2 separate regions of the Mus musculus genome follow, and region 1 is linked to region 2. The links are chromatin contacts, called in public promoter capture Hi-C maps. All regions are on one chromosome and are shown on one strand. The core of a region is the stretch at or near the end of the contact, and the rest is flanking DNA. Distances in the headings are between cores, read along the strand shown. Region 1 holds the start of Gdf7 (growth differentiation factor 7). Region 2 holds the start of Sf3b6 (splicing factor 3B, subunit 6).

The links. Promoter capture Hi-C pulls out the DNA fragments that hold promoters and counts their contacts.
Region 1: a contact with region 2 is called in a promoter capture Hi-C map of cranial neural crest. The contact joins the promoter of Gdf7 here to the promoter of Sf3b6 in region 2.

Annotation. Positions count from the first base shown.
Region 1 is chr12:8,300,051-8,304,452 of GRCm38.p6, reverse strand. It overlaps Gdf7 (growth differentiation factor 7), which reads left to right and starts at 2,499. Exons shown (of 2, transcript NM_001312876.1): 1 at 2,499-2,886. The coding sequence starts at 2,520. It also overlaps a transcript of Ldah not described here.
Region 2 is chr12:4,815,870-4,820,291 of GRCm38.p6, reverse strand. It overlaps Sf3b6 (splicing factor 3B, subunit 6), which reads right to left and starts at 2,684. Exons shown (of 4, transcript NM_025323.2): 1 at 2,473-2,684. The coding sequence starts at 2,502. It also overlaps the pseudogene Gm20348.

The DNA.
Region 1 (4,402 bases), core at 1,250-3,749, 3.5 Mb before region 2:
AGGCCTCCAACACCCCCATGCCTTCCTTTTTTTTAGGGCTCTGCTTCAATGTGGTCTCTGCTGACAGAAAAAAACCTCTCCCATCAAGGTACTCAGAACGTCCTTGATGGTCTGCCAGGCATTTGTGTATTACTGGCTGTTGTTTCTTCTGCACACCCTGGCTCTCCACAAGTTTGCCTTGAGTATTGATGGATTCGCAACACCCGGAAGAGTGCCTAGCAATAAGAAGTTGCTACAAGAAGAGATGAGTGGAGATGGATGGGTGGATGGATGGGTCTGGACCGAGAAGTACAAATGACGAGAGTACAGCATGTCTTACACGCAGCCACAGCCGGCAGGTTGGGCTGAGCCCCCCTCCCCCTTCTATTTTCCTCTAACAGCAGCTTCCAGTGAGCTCATAAAACCTACTTCTCTTCTGAACTCTGTTAATGCTCAGAACATCTTGTGGGATGGGAACAAGTGACTGAACCACCTCTGCTCCAAGCTGCATCTAAGCCACACATCATGGACCAGGAAGTTTAGTCTCAAACAGAAGCTATGTGGCTTCCTTGACTCCACTTCAGGAAGGATCACTAACCTGTCCTAATGTCCAGCTCCAAGGTGGCCTAAGGGAAGGGGTGTCATGTAATCAAGAAACATTATCATCCACTGGGCCAACATAGTGCCAGATCCCTTCTGCTCTTCCCTTTATACAGTCGGAGAAACGGAAACCAAGACAAGTGGAGGGGACTCGGAAGGGCCAGGACTGTTAGTGGCCAAAGCCAGGGCTGGAACCAGGGTGGTGACAGGCCAGGGCTCTCTGTTTTCTAAACAAAGAATTGATTTGTGAAAAACTCAAAGTCTGGACATGAGTGGCGTCTGTGGAAAGAAGGCCACCAGAACCCAGTGTCCCTCTGAGCAAAGAGACCCCTGGCTGGCCACTGTAGGCAGGGGTGGATGGGTGGGCAGGGAGTTACGCCAGGAAGTCTCCACCCTACTAGAGCCACTTCCTCCAGGCACCCAAAGAAAGAAAGAAACCCATAATTATGGCTTTTGCATCCGCTCCCCAACCTGGCCACCAAAGGTAGGTTGTCATCCCAGATGCCCACCATCTGGCAACAGCAGGAAGGCCCTGAGTAGGGAGGCCAGCAGCACAGACCGTGGTCCAGGTGCACGCGTGCCTGCTATCCAGAGGGCGAGGTGGGAGTATAAGACTCCAACGCGGGAGCCTGGGCTATGTAGTTTATTAGGAAGAGGCTTTTAGATAGCACCTTGACCTGACTCACGGACCGGGCGTGGATTCTGAGTTTGGTATCCAGAACAATGCTAAAGTAATGGATTTGGGGTCCAGGCTTTTAAATCCCTTGGACAGTTGGTCTATTTTCTGGACATTCTTGCTCTGGGGTTTGTCTGAACTAAATCGACACACATGCTGGCGCCTTCCCCCCTCAGAGCAGGAGTGGGGAGGAAGTTAGCCAAACAAAAGTCCCAGCGTCTGTATGCTCAAGAGTCGCCCAGGCATAGACCAGAGGTGGCCCTTTCCACCCATGCTCATAGAGTGCTATAACCATGCTGGCATCCGAGCGCTATTCCATGGCTTTGCAACGCAGCCTCTGGGCTTGTGGTTGCACTCTTGCCTTTTGCTCTGAAGACCTTGAAGAAATGTGGTCACCTGCCCCACTCTCCCCTTTCCCCGGGCAAATTACTTTGCACATTCAAACCCTGAGACCTAATTTGAGTAGGATTCCGCTGGTCCCCGCCTTCCTAATTCATTAAACCCTTTAAGATTTCAGCTCCTGCTTTGGCTCAAGATGCCCACCCAAAGCTTTTCCGGTCCGTGCCCATCTGTACCCTCCAGCCACTCATCCTTCATCACAGATCCTCTCCCTTTCTCTGGCCTCCCACTGTTATCTTCAGAGGGCTGTGGACGGGAGAGGGTGGCATCCAAATGTGTATCGTAAGCATCCCTAGGAACTCCCTAATGAGCATCCATCAAGGGGGCGTACGGCGAGAAAGCTGGATGGGAGGGGCCCAGTCTTGACTTGGCCCGGGTCTGGCATCCCTAGCACTCACAAGATCACGCGGAGGGCGGTGTTTCTCCATGGAGGAGTCGGGAGGAAGCTGGGCGGGTACGCGAGACGCCCCATCTTCCAGCCAAGGAGTGCGCTGAGGTCTTGGGGCGGAGGGGGGTGGGGGCTCGTAGTACCTTCGGGAGGGGAGGCGGGGCACCGCGTTGTGGCAGGAGCCTCGGGCGGATGGCCTTCTCTTGGCAAGGACAAGGACCAGGCACTACAGCAAGGGGAGGCGACTTCTACCCTGCACTGCGCGATAGGCCTGAGTTGGGGGGCTCAGCGCTGCGGGTTGAACGTTCAGCAGGGGGCGCTGCTCCGAGCGCTGGGCGGGGGTGGGGTGGGAGAGGAGGGGGGCAGCGGCTTGCTGCGCACACTTCCCCCATTATTAAACACTATGTTCAAAAGGCGTCGGGGGACTTCCCGGAGCCACGGAGCCCGTGTCGCGCGGCCGGCCGGCCCAAGGAGCCCATGGACCTGAGCGCTGCCGCCGCGCTGTGTCTCTGGCTGCTGAGCGCTTGCCGTCCCCGCGACGGGCTAGAAGCTGCCGCGGTGCTCCGAGCGGCGGGGGCTGGACCAGCCTGGAGCCCCGGGGGCGGCGGCGGCGGGCGGACCCTCGCCCGGGCTCCAGGCCCTTCAGCTCTCCAGGCCGCTGCGGTTCCGGGTCCCCGAGCTGTGCGCCGCGCTGCGGGTTCTGGCTTCAGGAACGGCTCGGTGGTGCCACACCACTTCATGATGTCGCTTTACAGGAGCCTGGCGGGGAGGGCTCCGGTCGCGGCAGCTTCAGGGCACGGGCGTGTGGACACAATCACCGGCTTCACAGACCAAGCAACTCAAGGTACTTTACGCGTCTTCTGCGCACCAGCCCATCCCGTCTACTCTTGACTGGAGACGAGCCGGGGGAGGCAAGCCTCTGCCCGATTCGATCCTGAACTATGATCCCTATAGTTATCCTCAGGTGCTGGAGAGAAAAAGTTGTCTTCGAAGTCATTGTTCACGAACCCCTAAGCCAGTCAAGGCTTGGTCTCCGAGGGCTAAGGGAGTGGGAGCCGCTCTTCAGAACAGGCTGGCAGGTTCCCCTCAAGCCAAGCGGAGCTCAAGATCCGCTTCTTTGGGGGAAGGGTCTAGTGTAGCCTTGGGCCTGGAGCCCTGGGAGAAGAAAGAAGGGCAGGAGTTGTGGCCTTTGAGTTCCCGCCAAGAGGGACGAGAGCAGTGATGGTAGTGCCTTGTGTTCAGCGGGGGACTGGGGACTATACACAAATTGAAGCTCAGGGGAATTCAGGGTAGAGCAGCTGGTATCCAATTAAAGTCATGGCCTCTCGGTATCAGAAGGACCCCTCTCAGGCAGGCCGTTTCGGGTGGATGGTGGCTTGTGTATGGGAAGAGAGTTTGGGTGCCTGCCTTCCTTCTGTGACAGTAGGCCCCAGCAGCCAGAGTCCAGGGCCTCGGCTTGTGTGGGGAGAAAAGGGATGGTTGGAGCTCAAACATCACATTTTACCCTGTGTAGGGCCCTCCAAAGGTAGGATGTGGGTGGGGTTGTGGGGTGGTTGTAGTATGTGTGTGTCATCTGGCTTTTATTAATCTCCATTGAAGTCATTAAAGCAGACAGATAGGGAAAATTTAACTAATTTCAGGCGGAAATGCAAGTAATTTTGGCTTCAATTCTGCCCAGCCAAAGATCTAGCTTGGAAATCAGGAGGGAAAGGAAGGCAAGTAGGGCTGAAAAGTGAGGCTAGGCAGCCTTTGGCAGTCTGCAGGCCTTTGATACCAGCGTGGGAAAACAGGCTGTGGCTACCACGCATCAGCCATCTCAGAAACACACTCAGTGCGCAGCATGTACGCACAGACAGCTTTGTTTCCATACATAGAACTCTCTGGCCCTGACGGTCCTATGGGGGCACTTAGGACCAGCATCTATTTTCCAAGGGTCTGTCATGGCACGCCACACTGACTGGTGGGATCCTTACAGGAAACTCCAATCCCAGTGTGCAGCAGAATCAGGAAAAACTCCTAACCTGTCCCTGCATAGGACGCTCTCAAGCTGCCAACAGTGAGAGGGGCCTAAAGTAACAGAAGCATCCGACTTTGTTAGGGCTGGCTAAGTGTACAAGGTTATAAAACCAGCTAATTCCTTCCGGCGTAGCTCTGCTCCACCAGCAAGACCCAGAGGCGGGCCACCTTTTCTCCCTCCCTCCCTGGGGAGGTAGCAAGGCCGAGGAAGCGGGGTGAGGCGGAGGCTGCAGAGAAGGGTCTTTGAGAGGAAAAGCAGGGACGGGGAATATGGCCCAGGGCCTCTGTCTAGCTTGCTCCCACCAGCTTCAGTTTAGAACAGAGCTGTGGAGGCAGAACAGTAC
Region 2 (4,422 bases), core at 1,435-3,934:
CCCTTCTCACCAGTTTCTAGTCCCCAGTTGAGCAGCTGATCTGGTCCTCCCAATCCACACAAAACAAAGTACTGGGCTCCTCTTCACTTATGCATCAAACAGTTACTAAGGGCCTTTTTTTTGGGGCGGGGGGAGGTTTGAGACAGGGTTTCTCTGTGTAGCCCTGGCTGTCCTGGAACTCACTCTGTAGACCAGGCTGGCCTCGAAGTCAGACATCCACCTGCCTCTGCCTCCTGAGTGCTGGGATCAAAGGCGTGCGCCACCACTGCCCAGCTACTAAGTGCCTTTTAAATGTACACAGTGAGCTAGGTACTAAGAGAGATGCCTTGAATGAAAGACAAGGTGTCTACCTTCCCTGCACTTTCCAGCTCTACCTTTTTTTAAATCTTGCTTCTGTTTTCAGTCATGCAGGCTGCAAAGGAAAGTCTGTCCTGACTGACTCATCTTCTTTATAGGACACCCAGACCTGAGCTACCACTTGAAAGTGTCTTTACTAACATCTTTTCATTCCAGCGTTCCCTTGTCAGCCTTTTAGGGGCCTGGCTGTTGTTCCTCCTATCAGTGACATTGATACTGTGCCCCAGTTTGTGGCTTGTCTTGACCTGCTATACACTCTTCACTCTCACCCTTCTTGTTGTTCCTCCTATCTGTGACATTGATACTGTGGCCCGGTCTGTTGCCTGTCTGAACCTGCTGTACACTCCTCACTCTTAGCCTTCTTCCTCTACAGCTGACTCACACGTCCCTCTTTGCTACTACAGTCAATTACATACCAGACAAAACATTTTCTTTCTTTCTTTCTTTTTTTTTTTTTTTGGTTTTATGAGGCAGGGTGTCTCTGTGTAGCCCTGGCTGTTCTGGAACTCACTCTGTAGACCAGGCTGGCCTCGAACTCAGAAATCCGCCTGCCTTTGCCTCCCGAGTGCTGGGATAAAAGACATGCGCCGCCACCACCATGCCCAGCTCAGACAAAACATTTTCAGTAATCACTTATTAAACCAACACGGCTTTTGGTATGAAGCTAAGCATTATATGAATGAAAGGATAAGATATTTGCCCTCAGGCTGGTGAGCTGGCCCTCGCCAGCAAGCCTGGTGAGCTGTCAATCCCTGGAATCCACATGGAGAGAACCGACTCCCACAAATTGTCGTCTGGCCTCTACATGTGCACATACAATAATAAACAAACATGAAAGTAAAAACGCTTATCCCTACCTTCAAATGAGTAGTGGTGATAATTAGACAGACTATAAAAGTTTAAGATTTCCAGGTCAAGTTTGATAATCAACAACTGCCACACAAATATATTTCTCCAGTAAATCTGCTTTTTCACTGTGTAAAACACTGTGTATGTCTCTCTCTTCTCTCCTAAAACTTCACCATCATCATCCCCTGTAAAATTTGAAAAGGCTCTATACTCTTCTCAGCCAACATAGGATATGACCCGGGGCTCCACACTTCTTGAAGAAAACAGATATGATCAAATGGTAACTATATATTCCTATTGTAAACTTTATCCATCTATGTCCATCCAACCATTTTTTTCTTCTATTGGTGTACCAACCACTCCCCTCTTTACTTATTTTTGGTTGTCATGGTTTGAGGTGCTGGGAGTCAAATCCAGACTCACGCCCACTAGGCAATCACTGAGCCACATTCCAGTTTTACTCTGGAATCTTACATATCAGGTCTCTACCATTATGTTGGCTCACTCTCGTTGGTCTATAAAAAGCACTGTAGGTATCTTTAAAACAATTCAATTTCTCTATTAATAAGAAAAATCATAGAATCAGCTCTACAGTTTTGTCCTAACTCCTACCATCTTTTTATTTTACAGGAACTAAGTTTTCATTCACTGAAATGATTCACATAATCGCGGTTGCCCAAAATCTTCATCAGGATATCCAATGGTCAATTATGTGTCTTTGTTTTGGTGTGATTCTAAGTTTTAACCACTTCTTAATTTCCTGAAAGATGTTTTTTTTTTTCCTTAAAGGTTTTGGTAACACTCACTGACAACAGTAGAACATAAGCCCGACTAGTCCTTTACACAGTAGTGTTGAATAAACCCAACTGATGAATTGCTTCCCGTTTGTAAGACAAGAGACAAAGCAGGTGCTTACATAATATTAATAGAGGATTCCCAAAGTTCTACATTCGAGAAAAATCCCAGGCTCCAGCTGGCAAGGAACCAAATAGTTACTCCGTATGTCTTTTTGGACTCAGAAGAGCCTAACGCCTGGTCCTAGGCGTTACGAGGTCACTGATGCCAGGGGGCTCTCAATAGGGGTGGGGCGAAAAGTCGCTCAAAGAACACACCCCTGAGGACGAGCCCAGGACAGAACCTCCTTTGACAGAACTGATAACAAGCTTCCCCAACTATGGGCGGAGGGACAAAAAACGCTCCCCAGGCACGCAGCAACAGTCAAGCAACAACATCGCTTCCCTGTCACGCAGAAAGCGGGGTACTCACATTCGCCCTCTTAGCCGCTTGCATCGCCATCTTGGCGGGCTGATGTAGGTTACCGTAAGATCCCTCTGGATATTTCTAAACCTGATCGCCTTCGTGGGCGACACGGCGTCAGATACAGAGTATTTACAGCCAGGTAGCGCCGGAAGCTTTTACAGCAATGCCGGAAAGTCCGCGTCTCAAATTAGGACGCGTTTACTTCCTAGAAAAGATGCTCCAAGTCACACTACAGAGAACGCATTCTCAAGCCGGAAAGCGAACTAGCAAGCTCCAGAACGCTTCCGGATTGCGGACCGGAAGGGGCGGGGCGAATGCCAAGGGAAGGGAGGTGTTCCGCTTGAGGGGGTGTGGCTTAAGGAGCGAGGGGCGGGGTCCATGAGAGAGATCAGACCCAGAGCCTGCGATTTAGCGCGCCCAGGTCTCGGAGAGGAACCCGGCTCGCCAGCGCTTCCAACAGAGGTCCCAATCTGAACTTTGCTCGGAAGGCCGATCCCGGGGCCCTGGGCCTCAGGTCGCGCTTCACCTGACCGTCGAACTCCCTCACCCGGTTCCCGCGGCCCCTGTCCACGCAAACAGAGCACACAACCCGTCACATGCATCTTTTTATTTCCTTAGACCAGCTTTACAGGACATGGGAAGAGAGGCCACTTCCGAGTTTGCTCGGAGGTCCTCCTTCACTAGGGCAGCTCCAAGACGATTTTGCCCGCGCTCCTGTTAGCCCCCACATATTAGCCACTTGAATATAAGTTGCCGGGTAGACTCTATCAAGAACCAGCAGCAGACGTTGGGGGCTGTTTGCAGAGAAAGGCAGAATCTGCTCCGTGGAGGTTTTCACCGGCGTTTGTACTAAGGAAAAGATTATCAGCCTGAAGAAAGGCCTTAACCCTGTTATTCTCCATCCTGCCTAGCCCTAATGTTTTGAGTATCTAAAACAGCACACCCTTTCACTTCCCATCAGGAAAGAGCATGCTTTCAAATGTGCACCCTCATTCTGTACCAGGTAAGACTGAAGGCTGCAGTAAAATACTAGTGCAAGTGACAGACTTACATAGCTTAACACAAAAGGAATGCTGAAGCCTTATCGCTGCGAAACTGATGGGATATACTCCCAAAGCTGGCTCCTTCTATGATGCTACAGAGGATTTTAGGAACATAAACCTGTCGAAGGTCCAAGCTTACATAGGCTTTTTTGGTATACTGAGAAGAGGTCTACCCTGAAAACAAAGCCGTGGGCCTATGTGAAGACTTAATACTGTGGCCATGTTTTTGCTCATTCTGATAGAAACATATAAATATGAAGTATAGAAATACGTGGGAGGGTTTAGAGAATTAATTATCTGAACACAGTTACCAATTGGTACACAAGGTAGCAGACTTATTTATAGGCTCCCTAAAGCAAGCTGTTTGTACAAAGGCAGTTTTCTGGGTGACAATCCTACTTTCTTTCACTTACCACCCACCTCATTATCCCTAGATCGAGCAAACTAGTGATCCGACTACCTCATTTAAAAAGTAGTTTTAAAGGCTGGGCGTGGTGGCGCACGCCTTTAATCCCAGCACTCTGGAGGCAGAGGCAGGCAGATTTCTGAGTTCAAGGCCAGCCTGGTCTACAAAGTGAGTTCCAGGATAACCAGGGCTATACCGAGAAACTCTGTCTCAAAAAACAAACAAACAAAAAAACCCAAACAAACAAAGAAGTAGTTTTAAAAACAGGGCCCACTAAAACTAACAACAGCTCCTACTATTAAGCCACAGAGAGCCCAGCAACCATCAAGAGCTGGGCAGTTGACATTCTTCTCCTAATAGGATCAGCACCTTCCAAAGGAGAGAGATTGGTAGTCATGTTAAACGCAAGCATTGGTACTCATAAGGTTTCAAGGTATATCTCTGGACATGTGAGTAAAGATAAACATAGGTGTGGCTGTGCGTGCCTATAACCCCAGCACGTGGAGT